Regions from separate parts of the Sus scrofa genome. Here regions 1, 2 and 4 are each linked to region 3. Evidence: chromatin contacts called from public Hi-C and HiChIP or PLAC-seq data. All regions are on one chromosome and are shown on one strand. Each heading gives the region's core, a stretch centred on a gene start, on an enhancer-like site or on the middle of the called end of the contact. The rest is flanking DNA. Distances are from core to core; before and after follow the strand shown.

What was found. Hi-C and Micro-C count contacts between places; a contact is called where the count stands out from the background. HiChIP or PLAC-seq counts read pairs in DNA pulled down with a chosen protein or histone mark.
Region 1: a Hi-C map of liver shows a contact between it and region 3, with 7 times the contacts expected there. The contact joins the promoter of GMCL1 here to the promoter of AAK1 in region 3. A contact is called at or near these places in 3 of 47 Hi-C or Micro-C datasets (embryonic fibroblasts, heart right ventricle and liver) and 1 of 2 datasets of contacts at active chromatin or transcription factors (alveolar macrophages).
Region 2: a contact with region 3 is called in an H3K27ac HiChIP or PLAC-seq map of alveolar macrophages. The contact joins the promoter of NFU1 here to the promoter of AAK1 in region 3. A contact is called at or near these places in 1 of 5 promoter capture datasets (liver), 1 of 47 Hi-C or Micro-C datasets (heart right ventricle) and 2 of 2 datasets of contacts at active chromatin or transcription factors (alveolar macrophages and skeletal muscle).
Region 4: a Hi-C map of skeletal muscle shows a contact between it and region 3, with 5 times the contacts expected there. The contact joins the promoter of GFPT1 here to the promoter of AAK1 in region 3. A contact is called at or near these places in 2 of 5 promoter capture datasets (fetal skeletal muscle and skeletal muscle), 5 of 47 Hi-C or Micro-C datasets (alveolar macrophages, embryonic fibroblasts, fetal skeletal muscle and 1 more) and 2 of 2 datasets of contacts at active chromatin or transcription factors (alveolar macrophages and skeletal muscle).

Annotation. Positions count from the first base shown.
Region 1 is chr3:72,618,381-72,621,080 of Sscrofa11.1, forward strand. GMCL1 (germ cell-less protein-like 1) reads right to left here and starts at 1,316. Exons shown (of 15, transcript XM_021088403.1): 1 at 798-1,316. The coding sequence starts at 1,057.
Region 2 is chr3:72,981,680-72,984,379 of Sscrofa11.1, forward strand. It overlaps NFU1 (NFU1 iron-sulfur cluster scaffold homolog, mitochondrial), which reads left to right and starts at 1,396. Exons shown (of 8, transcript XM_021087412.1): 1 at 1,396-1,550. The coding sequence starts at 1,489.
Region 3 is chr3:72,792,662-72,795,361 of Sscrofa11.1, forward strand. It overlaps AAK1 (AP2-associated protein kinase 1), which reads left to right and starts at 1,316. Exons shown (of 21, transcript XM_021087408.1): 1 at 1,316-1,671; 2 at 1,975-2,386. The coding sequence starts at 2,224. LOC102163904 (a long non-coding RNA gene) reads right to left here and starts at 1,149. Exons shown (of 6, transcript XR_302389.3): 1 at 901-1,149; 2 at 313-464.
Region 4 is chr3:73,027,527-73,030,226 of Sscrofa11.1, forward strand. GFPT1 (glutamine--fructose-6-phosphate transaminase 1) reads left to right here and starts at 1,385. Exons shown (of 19, transcript NM_001194979.1): 1 at 1,385-1,431. The coding sequence starts at 1,425.

The DNA.
Region 1 (2,700 bases), core at 66-2,565, 170 kb before region 3:
TTCTCTTATTTTACAATAAATATGTAATGTGTGTAGCATAAAATTTTTGAATCTTTTAAAGTTTCATTAAAAAATTACACCTATGTGTCCCACTGATGACCTAAAACCAGAAACAAACACAGAGCAACCAGATTGTGAAAATATATTCGACTTACAAACTACATTTTAGTTCACAAGTAACTATTCCGTTTTTCAATTCTTCTAAAAAAGGTTAAGCAAGGTGCCTTACACATACCCACGGTCAATGACTTCTGAGTACTAAAGACGGTGAAAGACTTTGTTCCTAGTGAAGAACAAACGTACCCACTCTTGATAAATTTCCTCTTTACCGTTGAGGAGAGCTTCTGAGTGTCATTTCCCCTCCATTGTGTGGACAACATGGGTGCCCGTTTCAGAGACTTAAATTTACGTGTTTTGTACTATTTAAGGCAGCTGGATGCAAAACAATTTATTCATCTGCCATCCACTCTGAGAGAAGCGAGGTGTACGACCAAAGGCCAGCCCTATCTGAGGTTTAATAAGGCGCAAGCTCAGGTTTGGCGTTTCTTAGCCTCAAGCTAGGGCTGTAATACTACCCTGGCAACGTCCGAGGTTTACAATTCACAATACCCGGCGTCTCCCCAGGTGTTCCCCATCCTCCCAGACCCCAACCGGTCCCACCTTTACCCTATCAAGAGCACGTCCGCTCTTCACGGGCTAGGGGGCGCCGCACTCCCCGAAATCTCCCCGGTGCCGGGCTCATCCCCACACTCCGCCACGGAAGCCGCCCAACAGGTGTGGGGGCGTCCCCCACGTACCTTCGAGGGGTGTTGAGGAGCCGCTGCTGCTCGTCCCCCTCCTCCTCATCCTCGTCTGTCTCGGAGTCGGGGTGACAGTAGCAAAAAGCCCCGCTGCTCCTCTTGCGCTTGCGGCTGCCCGGACAGTAACAGAAGCCGTGGCCGGCCGCGTCGCCCCCAGTCTCCGGCCTCCGGGCCGAGGCCCCCGTCCCAGAACCCGGCTCCTGCTGGGGTCCGGCTCGCCCCGGGTGGCGCAGCACTCGGCTGCTCAGCGAGCCCATGAGTCACAGCTCCCCAGGACTTCAGGGAGCGCACCTCAGGGAGCCCAACCGAGACAGACTCCCGCCATGGCCTGGCCGCTGCTGCGGGCCTCCACGTAGCCTAGACGCCTACACCGCCACCTTCTCACGCGCAGCCCCGACCGTTGCAGCGGACACTACCGCCTCCATCCTCCGCCCCGCCCGCAGCGTCTGGCCGCGCAGTGCGCACGGACCGCAGGACCTCGCCCCCAGCTTTCGCAACAAAGCGCGGACCCGACAGCGCACGCGCACGGCGAGCCTCCGGAAGGGGTGGGGAAGCTCGTGTGCGTCGCGGGTGGAGCATGCGCAGAACGGGATGAGGGTGGGCGATGGGGCTTGTGTACGTGGGTTGGCCCCTTCTACCCTGAAGTGTTCTGGGGTCCTGTGCACACTGAGTCGGGGGAGACCTAGCCTTTAGCGTTACTTCGTAGATCCTTTTGTTTTAGTGCGACCCGCGACTCCAGCTCATTTGTTCTTTCTGCAAAGGTTCCTTAAGCTCCAGAAGTCTACTGAACAAGCGGCAAAAAAGACGTTGCTGTTTGGGGGTCTTTGGAGGAATTTACAACGTAATAGGGCCACGCCCTGCGCACGCTTTCGTAGTGAGAGGGACCTGGAATGTGGAGCTTTGCCAGACGGTTGGGTTTTTTAAGCAGCACCTCTCCGCTTTCCTTGACTGATTATGGTAGCCAATGCCTGCACTCTTTTCCTTCCCTGCTAGTGGCAGTGGGATGTCTAAATAGAATCTGTACCGGGGCTATCAGGGCTTAAAGTGCCTTCTGGAGGCCCAAGCAAAATTTTACAAGTGTCTGAGCAAAAATTACAGGTATATGCCTCGAGTACGCAGCTATCGCTGGGACCCTGGACAGTCAGCTTCAATACCTGATTCTCTTCTGCCACATTTTAAATATTTGTTTTTGTCTTTTCTAGGGCTGCACCCACCGCATATGGAGGTTCCCAGGCTAGGAGTCTCCTCGGAGCTGTAGCGCCGGCCTAAGCAACGTGGGACCTGAGACAACTCTGCGACCTACACCACAGCTCACAGCAACACGGGATCCTTAACCCACTAAGCGAGGCCAGGGATCGACACTGAAACTTTGTGGTTTCTAGTAGGATTCGTTAACCACTGAGCCACCACTGGAACTCCCTAAATAAAATATAATGAATTACTCAAATAGGGTAGTATGTTAAATCCCTGTGGACCCACCACAAGTATGGTAACTTACATTTTAATAACTTTAATGTATTATACTTGCTTTGTTCATTCTTTTAACTAGAACCATGCAGACAGGCAGCAGCTCTCTCTCCATCTCAGTCTCTCTCCCTCCCCTGTAATGAGCACTATTCTCCTAATGGTGTGTATCATTATTCCCACACATGTTCTTATAACTGTATCCATAGCAATATATTTTCTTTAGCGCGTTTAGACATGTAATTAAATGGAATCAGTCATACCTGTCATTCTACACCTTCTCTCTCAAAATTATACTTCTGTGACTTGATCAATGGACAAATCTCTAAATTTTCATTGCTTGTTGTGTGACTAACTCAAAATTTATCCTTTCCCCCATTGAGGGAGTTAGGTTGTATCTACTTTAATGCTCTTATGGAGCAACAATGAACATGTG
Region 2 (2,700 bases), core at 146-2,645, 190 kb after region 3:
TTTGACTTTTTTTTTTTTTGCAGCCTCAAGCAGCATCTTGATATGGGAATCTCAGTTCCTAGACCAGGCAATGAACCTGAGCCTCAACTGTGAAAGCTCAGAATCCTAACCACTAGACCATGAGGGAACTTCCTGGTCACTTAACAGCGTTAAAAACTATTTTACTTTCTATCTTACTCTCAGGTATTTAAAAAAATATGGCCCAAGTCTTTAAAACTTCCATCTTGTACCTGCCTTCAAACTTTGCTTTTTTCCCTTGGTTAGGCATGGAGACCAGCCTCCTCTTTTTACACCTGCCTCCTGTAGGTCGGGGCAGGAGGAAGGAGCTTGGGATCACGGAGCAGTGGTCCCTTTCCTTGGCTGGGGTTGCCTGTGGCTTTCTGCACTGTTCCCTGAAGGGGGAACAACTTATGCAAAAGGCCCTTAGGTGGGAAATGATGTGGCATATTTAAGAGGAGGGGAAAAAGAGAGGAGGCTGGCAGTCTGCCTTCCAGAGAGTTCTTGCTCACATATGCAAGCACACGCTGGTAGACACAAACTATTTTTCAGAAATGGGATCATGTATACGTGCTGTTTCTAACCAATTTTGTTTTCCAATTAACATAAATGCCCCCCCCCCAATTTTTTAAATCAGTTTTTGCAAGGGAGAGAAACATATTTTGGTGGCTGATTGAAATGCTAATTGGCAGGAGTTCCCTGCAGGGTTAAGAGTCCAGCGTTGTCCCGCGGTTGTGGCTTGGGTCCCTGCTCTGGTGCAGGTTTCATCTCTGGCCCAGAAACTCCCACATGCTGCCGGTGCAGGAAAAAACAAAAACAAAAAACTTTCAAAATGCTAATTGTGGGAGTTCCCGTCGTGGCGCAGTGGTTAACGAATCCGATTAGGAATCATGAGGTTGCGGGTTCGGTCCCTGCCCTTCCTCAGTGGGTTAACCATCCGGCGTTGCCGTGAGCTGTGGTGTAGGTTGCGGACGCGGCTCGGATCCCGCATTGCTGTGGCTCTGGCGTAGGCCAGAGACTACAGCTCCGATTAGACCCCTAGCTTGGGAACCTCCACATGCCGCGGGAGCGGCCCAAGAAATAGCAAAAAAAAAAAAACCAAAAAAAAAAACAAACAAAAAAAACCCAAAATGCTAATTGTCATAAACCCCCTGAAGTGAATTTCCCTGAAGTGAATCGGCAGTTGTGATGCCAGGGAAGCGGCAGTCCTTCGTGCTTACTTAAGGACACTTGGGCAAGCGCCGCAAACATTTTTTTCTCTCTCTACCCTGTCCAACCTCAAGCAGTAGGTAGGAAATGATTTCTAGACAGCCTACCTCAGCCACAGCAGAGCCACACATGGCCGGTAGGGTGCGCTATCCAAGTGCCTCGCCAGTTCCAGGCCGGCCTGCGCCTGCGCTCGCGCCTGCGCGGGGCTCGGGCGCTTCCGCGAAGGGGACGGGGGAGGGTGCAGAAGAGCGGCCTTCCCTACGCCTGCGCTCTTGGACTAAGATGGCGGTGGCGCCCCGCCTGGGCTGGGGAGCTGCGGCAGCTGCCGCGGGGCTGCGAAGGCGGTAGGTGGTGAGCCTCGAGCTATGTATAGGGATGCCGCTGGGCTTAACAGCAGAGCGATCGCCGCCCCGCCCTGCTGTCTCTTAAACTGGGTGGGGAGAAGTGCCCCTGACCTTGCCTTTGGTTCCGCCCCCGTCGCCCAAGTTAGGGGTTTAATCCTGAGGTGGTCTTCTCTCCAGGGCGACCCCCGGATCATGCGGACCCTGCAGTGCCTTGTTCCAGGCTCCGAGACCTGGTGCCTGTGTCCCTGCGGGGAGGAGGCTCGCAGAGACCGGCTGTAGGGACCCAACGGAGGAGCCCTTTGTAAATCGCGGGGCCCCTCCATCCCCTCCTCCACATGCATTCCCTCTGCCTTTCTTCACAAAATCGGAATGTCAGACAGAATTTCACTCATTTTCTCAGTGAGGCCCAGAAAGGGAACGTGACCTTTCGGAGGCTACACAGCATCTAAGTGATGGAACTCTGATGAGCATCCAGAACCCTAGATTTCCTCCCTCTCACTAATTAAACCCACTCCGTTCCCTTGTTTTTCTTCTTTCCATTTGCCCTGTCTTTGAGTTTGGCCTCCCAATGACATCTGTCAACATTGGTTAGGTGAAAGGCACCGAGGACTTAACGTAGGTGTTTTACCTCGATTTCTCTTACGGAGCAAAAGGAGCCTAACAGAGGTTGACCTCCTGAGTGGTAGGAGTATCAGTGCTCTTGATGCTCTTGAAGTTGAAAGGTATTTCCTAAAAAATTAGGTTTGCAGAGATTTTTGTATTAGTCACTTCCTGTCTCCCTTTATTTATTTATTTAGTCTTTTTGGGGCCGCACAGGCAGCATATGGAAGTTCCCAGGCTAGGGGTCAAATTGGAGCTATAGCGGCAGGCCTGCCCCACAGCCACAGCAAGGAGGGATGCGAGCCACCACGTCTTCAACCTACACCACAGCTCAGGGCAACAGAGGATCCCCAAACCACTGAGAGAGGCGTGGCATGGAACCTGCATCCTCATGGATACTAGTCAGATTCAGTTTCTCCTGAGCCACAAGGGGAATTCCTCCCTCTCTTATTTTTGAATAGATCTATTCTGGGATTAATTTAACTCACCTTTACCATTTCATGACTCTAAACCCAGCTCAGTCAAAATATTTATCCATTCTGCCTTTTCC
Region 3 (2,700 bases), core at 66-2,565:
AAGAAGAGGAATAAGGAAAAGAGGGAGAGGGAGAAGGAGAACCAGGAAGAGGAGGAAGAAGAGAAAGCAGCAGCATAAACCTCTCACAGCTCAGTTCAATTTTCAGATTAGAGAAAGCAAGAACCATCCTCCCTGCCCCGCCCCGCCCCCACATCTTCTCAAGTGTCTGCAGAAAAAATCTGGAACTAATTTACAAGCCAAGAAGGCTCTCGCAGAATTAGGGCGAGCAGGTGGAAGTGAGAAATAACCCATATTTAGGGATTTGGAAAATCATGGATTTGCGGAGGGGGATGGGCAGGGATTTGACACTACCTTCAGCACCATCCATCAGGAAATCTAGGAATGGAGAAGGGTCCCAAGATGCCTTCCAAATCTTCTGCATTTGGCAGAGGTAAATCACGCTGTCCACCCCCACTCTCAGCAGTTGGACGATATCAGGATAAAATAGGCATCATGGGGGGGATCTTGAAGTGAAAAGAAATAACAGGTCAGCCTAGAGTTCTTGTATGGAAGGGGGTTAGTGAAGGTCAGGCCCACCCACAGCAACAGAAAAGGTGGCAGAATGCAGGGTCACCGTGAGACAAGCCCCAAAGTTTGGGTTCAAACCAAAGGTTTGGGTCTCCTGATACCCTACGATCTGCCCTGCACACGCTCTTTAACTTTCTCAGTTTGAGTCGCGCCTGTAGATTTCCTGAAAAGACAACGTCTTATGAGGACTAGCTCAGCTGAGCTGGTTCTTAGTAACATCTGAAGCTGGAGGAGGAAGGGCTCCAGGCTTATTTATGTTAGGGTTGGCGTTTGGGTGTGGTCTGGTAAAACAAAAACCAAAAAAAAAACCCCAAAATCCAAAAACCAAAAACATCTGCCAGCAAAATTTCCGGGTCACCCTCAGTCTTTCACCTCTGTCTGCCCAGGTGTCGAAGGTACGCCCAGCAGGACCCGCTAGGGGCTGAGCGGTTAAGCTGCGTCCTTCAGGTGTCAGCCGGGATATGCTTGGAAACCACAATCCCCAGAATCCCTTGTGCAGATCAAGCCTCAAATAAGATGGCTCCACAAGAGTGGAACATAGAGAGCAGGCTGGAAACGCTAGTCCCTAGCAGTTTTCTCGCCGGATGTTTAACCGAATCCTCACAAATGCACCACCCCACTAACCACCTTGCGGCGGAGGAGGCCACCGCAGCCGCCTCGCTCGCTCCTCCACGGGTATCTTGGGAGTTGTAGTCCAGCTGCTGGGATGCGCCGAACTACCTTTCCCATGGTGCCTTAAGGGTCGGGCAATATCAACGTTCTTTTCCAAAACTCTCCCCGCATTGAGGTCCCCCCCCCCGCCCCTTTCCCCAGCTCTCTACTCTCCGACGACTCCTTCCCGCTGGTTGTGAGAGAGCGGCTGCAGCTGGAGGCCTTGGCCTCTAGCCGCGCCGTCCCGAGAGGCACTTCCGGCGGCGTTTCACTTCCTGGTTGGATGGATGGAGCCGGGCGGGAGCGCGCACGGGGGAGGGGTGGCGGGTCAGTCTCCGCCGGGCGCTCCGGGGATCAGCTGGCGGGCGGGCGCCGAACGCTGCCCCGGCTCTAGCTGCAGCGCCGCCTCCTCACAGCTTCGCAGGCCGGCCCGGCGGCCGTGACAATGTTGCGGGGCTGGTAGCTGGGCGCCGGCCCGCCGAGCCATCTCAAGTGGGTGCCGCCGGGATGCTCTCTCGCGGGGCGGCGGGAGACCGGGGAGGAGGGGAGGCAGTGTCCAGCTGGGTCGGTGCTGCCGGAGGCGGCCCGAATCCCTCCTTTTTCAGAACCCTGGGCAAGAGGGTCCAGGGTTCTGGGGCTGAGAACCGGTGGGTTTTCAGCCCCAGGGTTTTTCTCCCTTAGAAAATGCATGAAGCGTTTCCCCAGGATGATGGCTTTTGCTCCCCCTAGGACTCAGCGGTTGAATTTTTAAGTGTGTTACTGATTCATCCTCTCTCTCTCCCTCTGTCATCACAGGTTTAAACTTACACGAATCGCTCTGTTGAGGAGGAGGGGACCGCCGCGCGATTGACACGCATATTCCTATAGGCATCCTCCCCCAGCCCCCACCCCCACGGCCGGATTCGGGTGGCTCCTCTCCGAGCTGAAATCCGAGAAGAAATCCTTGGATCTCTTGTTTTCTTAAAAAAAAAAAAAAAAAAAAAAAAATCAAAAAAAAAATCTAGAAACCGTCGGTATTTTGCTTTACTGCTTCCTTTCCGCAAGATGAAGAAGTTTTTCGACTCCAGGCGAGAGCAGGGAGGCTCTGGCCTGGGCTCCGGCTCCAGCGGAGGAGGGGGCAGCACCTCGGGCCTGGGCAGTGGCTACATCGGAAGGGTCTTTGGCATTGGGCGACAGCAGGTTACTGTGGACGAGGTGTTGGCGGAAGGTACGGTGGGACTCTTTCAGTGCGCCGTAAATTAAAATCCTGTGCTGATGCAGCAGGACTCTGGTTTCTAGTTGTTGAATGTATGAACGGCTCTAGACCGGTTGACCCTCCCTCCCTTCCCCCTTTCCTTGCCCTGTGAGTCATTGTCCTTGAGAAATTTAAAACTGAGATTTGAAAGTGACAAGGATTTGTGGGTAGAAGAAGGTTGCCAGAAATTGTTTACCTCGGTGGCCTTATATTTAAAAAAAAAAAAAACCAAAAACATTTTCAAGCCCATTCTTGTCTCCCTCACCGAATTATGAAGATTAGGCAGA
Region 4 (2,700 bases), core at 135-2,634, 230 kb after region 3:
AATCATAAAATATAGAAGCATGTTGCTTTAAGGGGGGCAGTTCAAAGAATGTGAGGTGAATGAATGTCCTTAAGTCTCTGGGGAAGACACAAAGGGTTTTCTCCAAGAGGCAGCATTTAGGCAGAGGTGGAGTGAGGATTCCAAAGAGTAAAAAAGGTGTGAGAATGTGAGCCCACTCGGGACTACCTGCTCCCAGGTTTGTTGGAGTGTAAAGTGTTGAAAGGTGCGGAAGGGAGAGAGCAGTAGTGTGAGCTAAGACCAAACACCTAGGATAAGAAGATCATGCACTGTTCTGTATGTTCCCTAAGTTTTTATTTTATTCTAGTCTTGGGCCATTAATAGAGTTATGATAACCATCTACATTTGATTAAAGATAGCATTTAAATCTTAAAGCAAATGCTCAGGTAATAAATTTTCAGAAACATCATCTCTCTCTGATTAAGTCTCTCTTGCCAGCAATGGTGCATTAATTTATAGAATTAATCATTCAGAGTCAAATGTACGTCTACCAAATGGAGGCAGTTCCTACAGTCCTCTCCCGTGGGCCATCTCAAGTCTAGGGTAGCAGAGTTTTTTAAGGCTGGGCGCACAGCGTTCGATAGTTGCGTTGTAAAATTTGACCTCTCCCTCCTCCGCAAAAAACTGGTTTATGGAGCAGTGGATGGGGATCGAAATGGGCAGCAGAGGGTTTTAGAGGCCAAGCATATGATTTTAGAGCTTAAGTCCTGAACTGAATCGTCTGTCACCAGAAAGTCTGGCTGAACCTGACCTCACCTCATAGTTTTTCTTTAACCTTATGTCTCCTTTCCACCTGACTTGTTTGTCCCCTAGGATCAAGCTTCCTGCTTTCTTCCTCCTCTCTCCCCGCTTCCTGGGGGTGCCATAGCTTGAGGCCCTGGTCTGCTCGAGGCGCACTCCCCAAGGCTATTTGCTTTGCTAACAATTCCATCCTGTTTCTTAATCTCTCCGTCATTCCCGGCCAGCCAGCGAGTTCTTTCTCCCCCACAGCGTAGTACCTCCCGCTGCTAGTCAGGGCGGCTCCAGGAACCTCAAGCGGATGCGACCGCGAGCCGGTGCCACGTCTCGGCAGCCAGCAGGCCAGCGCCTGCGTGGGCTCAGGGGCGGGATGGGGCGGAGCGGCGCGGGGAGGCGGGACGTGCCTGTGAGCGGCACGGAAGCGGTCCAATGGGACTTGCGGGCGGCGGCGGCGGCGCGGTGCGCGCCGGGGGGCGGGGCCCGGCGGCGGTTGTTCGCTAGCCCGGGAGGCCGAGACCGCTGTCGTTGCCTCGGCTGTCCGCATCTCTGAGGCTGTAGTGTCGGCTACCCCTTGGCCCCCAAGCCCGGAGATCGTCCCACAGGCTCGTGTGAGCTCCCGAACTCGCCAGCCACTCGCTGTTTCCTGTGCCGACCGTGCCTCCTGCATCATGTGCGGTAAGGGGGCCGCGGGCGGGGGGTGTGTTGCGGGGCGGTGCTGGGGTGCGGTGCGGGCGCCGCTGAGGTTTGGTTGCGCTGGCGGGAACCGGAGTCGGGAGGGTGCGAAGCCTGGGTGTTGGGCAGGGGGCGTCCCGTGGTGACTGCGGGTGCTGGGGGCGGAGGCCGGCCTCTAAGAGCTGGCGGGGTGGTGGTGAACCTAGAAAGGCACCTGAGAGGAGGGCGGGTCCTATAGGGAATCTGGGGGGCCAGAGAGGGCTTTGCACCGAGACACAAACCAGGAGGGAAGAGAAAGGTCTGTATTGGAAAAGGAGCGAGGGCTGAGGGAACTGAGGTGTGGAGGGGAGTGACTTCAGAGTCCACCAGGTGAGTGAGGCAACCTGTGGAACATCAGGTGAGGTCTCTTGAATTTTATTGATTGCATTCGTCCAGGATTTATCTTTTAAAAAATACTGTAGCTGCTTTCTTTCGGGCAGGCCCAGAAGAAATTCGAACCTTAGCTAAAGCTACGACAATGGCATTATGCACGATCTTACTTCCTGCCACCTACCACCCCCCCCCGCAGCGGCGGCCCCCCCCCCGGGGGGGGTCTCAACAGAAACCGTGGCTAATTAATATCTTGTGAATGGGTCCAGACGTGACCCTGGAGATAGATCTTACATCATTTATCATTTACGTGTACCATCCTCTTGAAACACTTGTGAAAAATGTTGGTGAACATTTAGTGACTGTTTTACCTAGAACAGTTAATACATAAAGTTAGGCCCTTTTATTCCATTTTTTGAGACTTAGTCATTTTAATATCGCCTAAAAGTGCGAGTTAAAAGGAATTGTCAGAATTATATCTGGAATGACTGATATGCTCTAAAATTGGTATTTACTTAGCTATCATCAGTAAAAAAGAATTGAGTTCTTACCTTTCTTACTGAAATGTACAACTGACCTAACTCTGGAAGAAGGAATACTTTTTTTAAGGGTGGTATGACTGTAATAGAATTTGAAGCTTTCTGGGGGACTTATTCTTTGTAGCCTTTGTCAAGAGGAACTGAGCAGGAGTTATTTTGTACTCATTAGTGTATATTATTCCCGTGTTTTAACTTTGTGCTAATGTCAGCTTCTGAAATGAGGAGCAGGTTTAAATTTAGAGTAGATTAAAAAAAAAGGCACAAAACAGAAACAACTATAAATAGCTTGTTGAAATTATTAGCTGTAGAGCTGACTTTAGATTCAGTTATTCTTTTGCTATGTCTAGGTAGTAGAATGGTTTTG